Regions from separate parts of the Dromaius novaehollandiae genome. Here region 2 is linked to region 1. A link is a contact called in public Hi-C data. All regions are on one chromosome and are shown on one strand. The core of a region is the stretch at or near the end of the contact, and the rest is flanking DNA. Distances in the headings are between cores, read along the strand shown. Region 1 holds the start of ZNF536 (zinc finger protein 536). Region 2 overlaps ZNF536 (zinc finger protein 536).

Region 1 (4,730 bases), core at 646-3,145:
AGACACATCAAATTGGAAAATGCAGAGTGAATTCCTAAACTTTTTAGTATAGGCATGGGAATCTTTCTTTCTTTTTTTTTTTTAATTGAATAGCTCTGAACAACTATTTATAAACTTCACTTTAAAAATCAATTGGAAAAATTTAGCTAATTTTTCAGTTATTATAAAAAGTTAATTTACTGCAGTTCCAGAAAAAAAGTCGTATGGTACCTATAGGGTTATTAATACCATACCTAAAACCTGCAGAAGTGGGATTGGACCACAGAATCCAGAAATAGAGGCTAGGGATTATAAAAGATAGATACATTTAAGTCCACTGTTTAGGAATAGCTAATTAATCTATACCCCTTCCTCTGCAATTCCATAGTCTCTTTGGGAATTGCCACAAACATAAACTTTTTTTTTTTCCTTGGACTCCTATTTTAACTAGAAGGTTTCAGCTTGTGATGTTATGCTTTTTATGTAGTAAACTGATTTAAAATGTATGCCAGTCATCTTCAGGGAACTCATTTCAGTCAAGATGAAACTAGTCTTACCTGAATCAATGTTTTAAGTGTCCCTGTGGCTCGGCATTTTGAATAATCAATCTGTCTCCATCGCTTCTTAATCATGCGCATCACAGTCTTTTTTATTTGTCAACCCTTTCGGATCCTGGCTTTTTGTTATTAACGTGCCCCTAATGTCACATGCAAGCCTTTTCTTTAAAACAAGCTGCTCATTGGTGTATTTTGATACTTTTTATTATTACTAAATCTTTTTTCCCATAATTACACCACAATCATTATATAATCCCATAACAAAGAGTCTATTGAGGCACCATGCTTTTGTCAACTATGGGACACAGAATCCATAATTGCATTATTCAGCTTCCCCCCCCCCCACCCGCTTTGTAGAAACACAACCTATTTCACCAGTCACATTTGCACCTTGTTTGCTTGGTTATATATTATTTACTAAATCGTTGCCCTGCGGATAAACCTTGTAAAGTTGCTTTAAAAAAGTTATTTGTTTGATAATTAAGTCCTGAAAACCCATCGTTTAATGATTATTCCGAACCCATAAGGCAGAGAACCTCCATGACGTTTTTCTCTAAGTTTAATTACCGTATGCTAATTTCCTTGCCTACTACGTGATTAATTAAAATCATATTTTCATAATCATTTGGCACTAGTATTGTTTTAGAATTATCATGATCCCCTAAATAGTGTATGTAAATAAAGTCGGCTCTAATGGAAAGAATCAAAATGCAACGCTGAGGACCTTTATGTGTTTGTATGCATGCGATTGGCAACATAACTGGCTTATTTACATTAAATACGCCACAAGGTTACAGTGCAGATCAACGTCACTTTATCGCTGATTACTTCTCTTAAACGCCGGAGCGGTGACTGATGCTCCGGTCCCCCTGTCCACCCAGGTTTACCCGGGAGTTTTTTTTAGGAGAAGCAGACTTTGCATAGTTTCGGGAGCAGGTAAGCAGGGCGCTTTGTGGCGCCCGGCGGCGCCCCGGGGGCTCGGCGGGGGTTGCGGGGCGCGGGCAGGGGCGGCGGGCGCGGGGGCTGCGCGGGCGCGGGGGCTGCGCGGGGCGCGGGCAGCGGCGCTGGCCGCGGGGCTGCGGAACGGCGCGGGCTCCTCGGGGTGTTTACACGGGCTCAAGGTCACGACCAAGCCGCGCCGTGTTAAATGGTTTCTTAGTTGCTAGACAGGGAGAAAAAATGGACGATCACAGACCATTCTTTGTAGATTATTATATCAAGGGTTCAGCTTTTGGCTCATCAAAGCTAAATGCCGCAAGACCTATCTAGTTGCTGTGAATTATGCCAAGACGACAATGGAGTGCTTTTTTAATGGTACAATGCATTTCACCTACCAGATAGGGGGAGTCCACGCTGAGAGATGGGGATGTCTTGTGATGTTGGGTGATCAGTATCAATGAAGGGGGTTATTCTGAAAAGAGACAGATTAAAATAAAGCGCTCTTTGCTCGGGATGTGCTGGAAGCAGTTGGGAGGGCTACCCGGAGCGGGCGGCCGCGGCAGCCCCGCGCCGCACTTTTCCCCCTCCGCACAAGAAAATGATCAAGTCAATCATGTGGACATGCTTCATTATTCATTGAACACAATCTTTTACAACGCTCCGTTTACGTGCGGGAGTTTCTTCTACGCTTTGCTTTAAATTTTAAGGTAAGAAAGACAAAGGTAAAAAGGGGGTTTTTGAGGATCCGGGAGGCTCCCGCGAGCCATCAAAGAGGCTCCAAAGTCAGTCCGGAGTATGTTTTTTTTTTTTAATTTCTTTTTAATCATCGCAATGGGGCCTGCGTTTTCCACCGTGATTAAAAAAATACAGTATAATTAAATATCCATAGCAGTGACGTTTGCAAGCAGGGCTGTCAGGGGAAAAGCAGAAAATAATGAAAGGAGCGGAGAAGCCATTGAATGGCGCTATAGAACTTAGCCTGAAGAAAACCCTACGTTTTTTCTCTTTCTCTCTCGTTTCTTTTAAAACCGTTACTTTAAAAAAAAAAAAAAAAAAAAAAAAAAAAGAAGGAGCGGGCGGGCGGGCGAGGCGAGGCGAGGGGCGGCGAGAGGCGGCGGCGGCGGCGACGCCGGCCCGGGCAGCCGGCTCGCCTTCCCCGGCCCGCGCGGACCCTGCCCTTAACTTGCCCAGAAACTTTTTGTTTTAAGGGGCTGCTGCGGAGTAAACTTTGCCGAAGTGACTTGAAACGCGGGGACCCCCTCCCCTCCAGGATCCCGGGTAATCGCGGTGTAATTTGTAAACTCCCCCCTCCCACCCCCTTTTTTAATCAAAGTTAGCTGATGCATACCATGTGTCAAACTTGTGAGATTCAAGTGCCTAAGAGACCTGCCATTTTGTGCTCTAATCGACCTCTTATGAATAGGAGCCGTGCATAATGCTGCGAGGAGCGTTGTGACATTCAAGTAGGCACTAAATGTCAGGCCAGGTCTCGGCCCTTTCGGGGGGAGCGGAGCGCGCCCGGCGGCGCCGCGGGGAGCGGGGAGGCACCTGCCAGCCCGCGCCCGCGGCTTTTGTCGGCGCCCGCAGAAAGTAACAGGTTAAAGAGGAAACTTAAATGGCAATTCCCTCGGGCGGAGGAGCATCCCCTTCCCGGAGGCGGGCCGTGCGCGGGCGCGGAGGGCCGCGGGGGCGCGGAGCGGCGGCCTGGCTGCCCTGCGCGGTGGCGGCTGCCCGGGGATGGAGCGCCGCGGAGGCGGGGGCACCGCGCCGGCGGCGAGACGGCCGTGGGGGGAGCGAGGAAGGCGAGCGGGTCTTTGATGATGTGTAGGAAAGAATCCAGATTTTAATGCGCCCATCTGTTGCAGTTTTGCAAATAATTAATATATATATATATGTGTGTGTGTGTGTGTGCGCGCGCGTGTTGGGGAGAAAGGTTGAAGGAAATAGTGACGCCTGTGAACTTTAAACACAAAATAAAAGGTCGCGAAGATTTATGCTTTTTGCCAGGGTACTTAGTTCGCGCAGGGGGACCGCGGTGCCGGCTGCACGGGCTCCATCGGAAAAGTTAGTTGCTGGCGTCCCCGGCTGCGATTGCCGCGAGCCGGCGGGCGCGATCCGCCGCGGCGCCCGGTGCCTACGCGCGGGGTGCGCGCCGCGCTCGGGGGGGCGCGGGCGGGGGCGGCTGCGGGGCACCGGCGCTCGCAGCCTGTTTACGCGCGCCGCGGTTATTGTTTCGGGGTTTTGTGTGGCGGATATTGTTATGTCTATAACAGCGTCTAGGCGGAGACGTGATTTGTCAAATCCCTTCGTTCTCACTTCAGCCGCGGCCGGGCTGCGGAGCGGCGGCGCGGCGGGCGCTCCGCGGGCGCGGGGCCCAGCGGGGCGGGCGCGGCTGCCCGCTCGCTCGCCCGCCCGCGGCCGGGGGCGCGCTGCGAGGGCTGTGCATTCCCCCCGCCGCCACCCCCCTCCCCGTGCAGTTTAAAATAAATCCAACAGGGGCCGTGTTTGCTGAGCTGATTTGACCGGTTGATACAGATAGCAGTGGCGAGCCTCCCTGCTTATGTGGAAAAAGACTATTTTAAGTGTCATAATTAAGTTTAGAAGCCTTGTTTGGGCTCATTCACTGCTCGAAATAAAAAGGACTGGCTGCTTTTAGACCCTTTTTGAAGGGGCTGGCTAAGCGCCTTTGCACGTTCGCTTGGAAAAGAATGTTTTCTTTTCTAGTTTAATATTAGAAACTATATTTTTACTTGTTTAAACCGGATTTGATTATTCCTGTGGAGATTTCCCCCCCCCCCATCACTCAAATCTTTGTTCATTGTTCATTGACTGTGGAAGGCTGCTTAAATGTACAGAGAGAGGGGGGAGGCCCCCTTGCTGGTTTGATGTTGAAATAGTAAACCTGAATGAGGAGGGTGGCTGGAAAAGTGGACATTGCAGCTTTAATTAACTTCAAGATGCTTCAGCGAGGACCAGAGCGTAGTAGTGACGTTGCCTCATAAATCTGTCCAGTACAGTGCGTTGCATTGAACTATTACAGTATTACCGTCATATTGAATATTCACTACCTATCCGGGAGCAGATTTGCATAATTGGATCTTTTTTAAATGAAACTTGTCTGCAAAAAACCAAACAAAACAAAAAACAAAAGCCCAAGTGAAAACCGCGGCGATCTGCATGATTATAAAGGGTTCAAACATATCCGAAAAGTAAGTGACCTGCATAAGTACATCAATAGGTTAAGTGCAAATAAGA
Region 2 (4,884 bases), core at 131-2,630, 290 kb after region 1:
TTAGTGTTTCCAATATCTTTCCCACTGCTGAAATCAGGCTGACTGGTGTTTAATTTCCTTGATCTTCCCTAGAGCTGCTATTATATATAGGTGTTACCTTCGTCCTCCTATCCACTGGTACCTCCTCTGCTTCCAAAGATGTTTCACAGATATTTGCTAAAGTGCCCCCTTCCCTCTGCCTTTTCCTTCCAAATTCTGGCAGGGATCCCACCTTCAGGAGCATGTTTGGGGGTTTTGACACTTGAAGAAATGTATTTTTTACAGCTTCACCTTAATTTCATTTGCTAATCTTTCTAATCCTCGGTAGCTGCGTAGCTACTCCATATGTACGCGTTAGCAGCCGTCTTAGCGACAGCGATACTCCTCTGTGCTCTCGGAGCGTTGCTGCGCTTGTGCGCTTGCCTGCGTGCTGCTGGGGTGGCCTCCCGCCAGCCTCCCAGCGTGCGTCCCCGGCCTCGGATAAAGCAGGAAACGGTGCGCGAGGTTCGGCGGCTGCAGCCAGCCTGCTGTCCCCGCAACCGTCCTTTCTCTCGCCGCCCGAGATCTTCTGCTCGCTCGTTTGGCTTCCTCAAGACGGAGACTGCTTTTTTTTGATCCGTGGTGTATTTTTGTCAGGCTGCATGTGTATTTTCTGCTGATATGAACTCATCTTTGAACATTTGCCATTTCCGTATAGAGTTATTTCCTCCATTCCTTTATTCCATTCAGGGTCTGCTCCTCCTCTCATTGAAGTCAACTGGGAGTCTTGCCATTGCCTTCCTCGAGAGCAGGAGCGAGCCTGAGACTCGCTGACACTTTCAGCATTCGCTCAAAAATTAACCCTGCTGAAATTGAATGTCGATACCGAGCTTTGTATTTTAGCTGTAAATCCACCTCTGACTCCTTGAACACTTGTTATATTTGAAGAATGACTACTATGAAGAAGCCCATTAATTTTAATGCAGCTCTCTGTACTTAGATTTGGGTCGTGACAGTTCCACTGTCATGGCTGCGAAAACATCATCAACAGAAAACTCAGGTTTCCTGGGCATTGCATCAGAAATGCACCAAAATCTGGTTGTCCTTCTTCGCAGTCGTTAGAAAACTTGCACTCTTACAAAAACTACTCAAATAGTGTTTAAATCTTTGGAAGAAAAAAAACTAAAAGGTAATAGAAAAAAGCTATGAAAATAAGGTTAAACTTTTTTTCCCCCTAAGAGTAGCATGAACACTTTTCTTTTACATATCCCCTGCTAATAATGCAAGGAGTCATATGTCTCTGTCCCCACAAGCTATCGTGAAAACGAACCCACTAGACTTGTGACTTCAACCAGAAAATAGTTGTTCTGTCCTTAACTCACCCCACGGTGATTAAAGGCTGGTACCGCATATGGTATGTAAGCTCACACTTACTTCCCTGAGACCATGGAAACCCGAGCATGATGGAATACATCAGGGATGGAGCAGCAGCCTTGGTTCTGAGCATTTTTTTGCTAAAGTCACTGAATGTTACTGTAATGACATTTTATATCTTTCATTCCATATTCGAGCAGGGAGCCACAGGTGTTCCATTGGAATTACTCACACATTTATAGAATTGGACATTCTGTCATTAAATGGACTTAAAACTAAAAAGCCTTTGTCTGCGAAAGGTGACCAATAGAAAGGGGCTTTGGATTATCTGATATCCCATAACTTAATCATATGGCTCTTAAGAGTAGGGCATAAGCAGCTGTGTCTCACTAATATGCATGCAATATGTGTAAAGTGATATGCTTTAATTCTAAACTTGTTTTTAGCAGGAAGAAAAAGCATTTAGATGAGGAACATTAAGATTCAGCATTAACCATTTTTTTTCCTCAGGGCAAAATTATTCATCACCTGATATTTATTAAGGCAACATTTTTATTTTATTGCTAGGTACTGTAAAGAGTCTTTCCAAACATTTTCAAAGTTGTGCGGTGAAGTTTTATAGGCAGATTGGCAAGCAGTATTTGGAGTGGTTTTCAAAATCAGTGAATTTCAGAAGGATATTTTCCTTTTCCTAAATAGTGCTGTTGTCAAATCTCACAGAGGAAATAACTGAGATAAGCAGTCATTTAATTTATTATTTAATTTTCATTTTTATCCCTCCTCCCACATTATATAAACTTGATTTCTGTATTGTAGCCTTAATTGTTAGTTTGTGTTGGTTTAATCTCTCTTATTTAAGTATGTTTGCTTTAATAATATTAAAAAAAACTAAGACAAAGAAACTGTAGATTAGAGACTTTATTTTCAGGGTAAAATGATACGGATAAGTGAGCGTCAACTGACCAGAAATTATTTGCTTCTGTCTGTTAGACACGTAATGGAGTCATTTAACTAGTCAAATTAGGAGCTGTAGAAATGCACCATGCTTCATTACTGAGTTCGAATGGGCACCATTTTACATTTACGTCAAAAATTATCTCATAGCAAATTAATGTTTTCATTGTGCTGGAAAGCTGGAGCTGTGCAGTATTAGCACCACCTAGAGGATGCAACAAAAATGTTTTAGAAATGTTTTCTCTATAAAAACCAGCGAGGAATAGATTATCTTTAAAAAGCAAAGTACTTCAAACCCACCTGTGCTTCCCCCCCTCCCCCAAAGCCTTTGAAGTTTTGTATTTATATACTCTTTTAAACTACATCAGTTCTATAATATTCCTGTATTAATTTTACACAAGCTCGCAAGTGTTTACGGCGTATTTCAGGTTGGTTCTTTTGTAAAATTTTTCAGTATCAATGCCACTAGTTGTATGTTTTTAATGAAAAAAGATACCATTAAAAGTCAGAACGTCTGCTTGAAAAATCTAGAGAACATTTCCCATTGACAGCCAGGAAAATTCCCAGGCAATGTTACTAAGGGTCTTTCTTCCTTGAAATTTCCTGAAAAGCCTAACTGAAAGGAAGAAGTTGTTATTTAACAAATTAAATACTTTTTTGACTAAAGGAAACAACTAGTTCCTTCAAGTGTACTGAGAAGACATGCGTGAGCCAAAGATGAGAGCAGCAGACAGAATTCCAGCTTGGAAAAGTTCTAGCAATGAATAGCTCTGACATAGGAAAAAATATCGAAAATTGTTATTAATAAAAATAATATAAATTGGACGACGATTGTGGTAAACCATTAAAAATGTGGTGTGGTGTGGTCTTGTACCTCAGCATTCATTTTCCCGGTGAGATGCATGTCAAACAGGAGGCAGTAGAAACCTAACTCGTCTGGGGCAGGAAACGTCGAGGATGGGCCGCAGAGCCCGGCTCTCCGTGTTTCTGGCGGTGTGGGGGGAGAACGGCTGTTCTCGCAGTGAAAGGATTAGATGACTTGCAAGGCATGAGATTTTCATACCTAAGTGTTTTGTGATGAAAGAATGCGAAGGCTGAGTGCCATCATCTGCCACAGCAGCAGGGTTTAGTGCTCCAATAAAACTTTAGGAATTCTGGGGAAAAAAAAGTTATAACAAGTGGCTAATGGGACTTGACACACCGTTCTAGCAGCTACTGCACGGGCAGCGGCCAGACCCTCCCAGATCCGCGCGCGCGTCTCCATTTACTTCAGTGGTCCTCAGATCCTGCCACTAACCATCCGCTTGGAAACCCATAGCAGGTTATTAAGTCAGACCAGATCATCGTGGTCGTACAGTCTGGGCTCCCGCTTAATGTGGGCTGAAAAATATCCCCCGGTAATTCTTTCATGGAAAGGATTTTCTTGCATGTGCAAATACGCGACGCCCGTGACTACAGGACGTTCTTCCGAGCGGGAATTTGCAGGATTTGAGCTTGTGATACGATCTGCATTAAACATATTTTATCAATTGACCAGAATATCTAAACATGTTTTTCAATCTTATTAAATGTTTTGTGTGCATAACTGAATTAATTTTCTGTATTAATATTCCTAGAAGACATTTATAGAACCAAACAAAAACATCCACAAAGTATTTTGACACAAAGCACGGGAGCCGGAGACAAAGATGAGCTAAGAGGAGGAAGTGGACCAGAATTCATTTAGTATTACACTTATCTCTGGAGCAAATGATCACTCATTAATTAAAATGCTGCTGCCAATTGTAGTTTGAAGACAAAAATTCTACATAATTGTGTCAAGTATGTAATTTTTGTTAGTATACTATTATTTTTCATATTTCAATGAGATGCTCTTCAGGATCCTTTTGAAAATCAAATAATTGCTTATGATATTATTTCATGGCTAAGTACAGTATCTTAAACACATACTGTGCTGCAAGTTCAAGAATGTGACAGTGACTTTAGGGCCACGGTTATGATAATGCCGAATTGGTAGACGAAAGAACATGCCTGTGAGCAAGTTTTCTTTTGTTCTAGACAAAGCTTTCTTTTTCTTTTTTTTTTCTTTTAATGGCTTTAGCTCATTTCAGAAAAGGATTTCTTTCAAACAGCAAAGAAAAAATGTTAAGAGCCTTGCTTACAAGTACCCTGGTATTTTCTTCTTCTTTTAACTGTAGAAGCACTTTACCTATTATCATGAATCTTGTCTGCTGAGATAGTTCAGCCTTCATGTTATGTTTACCAAGGCCAGACTAGAGGATCAAATAATTTATAACCATTCCTGTTGGGTTTTATGTAATAACTTTGGAACTCATATAAAGTAATGATCCACAAACTCTTTTAATGTTCATTATAAAATATGAAATATTTCTCAGAACCATTGCAATTATGTGACCAGACATAACTGTTTCACACATGAGTAAATACAGGGAGGTTTAACATAACTTTATTATCTTCCTGTCTTTTCCTCTCATTGATGTGATAATACTGTTTTAATATTTTTCTAAAGAAAAGTTAAGTAATTTCAGACTCTCTGTTGAGGCCTAGTTTATTGGTTTTTGTAATAGAGTACTCAAG

What was found. A called contact is a pair of places that touch in the nucleus more often than the background predicts.
Region 2: a contact with region 1 is called in a Hi-C map of liver, with 5 times the contacts expected there. The contact joins the enhancer-like site here to the promoter of ZNF536 in region 1. A contact is called at or near these places in 2 of 4 Hi-C or Micro-C datasets (brain and liver).

Annotation. Positions count from the first base shown.
Region 1 is chr13:11,599,112-11,603,841 of bDroNov1.hap1, forward strand. ZNF536 (zinc finger protein 536) reads left to right here and starts at 1,896. Exons shown (of 9, transcript XM_064519627.1): 1 at 1,896-2,182.
Region 2 is chr13:11,892,416-11,897,299 of bDroNov1.hap1, forward strand. All of the region lies in intron 8 of ZNF536 (zinc finger protein 536), which reads left to right. Among named protein-coding and RNA genes, the nearest start is that of ZNF536, 290 kb to the left of the region's middle. Within about 2 kb of position 1,381, at least 1 of the 2 cell types and tissues checked has open chromatin away from gene starts, as enhancers often do.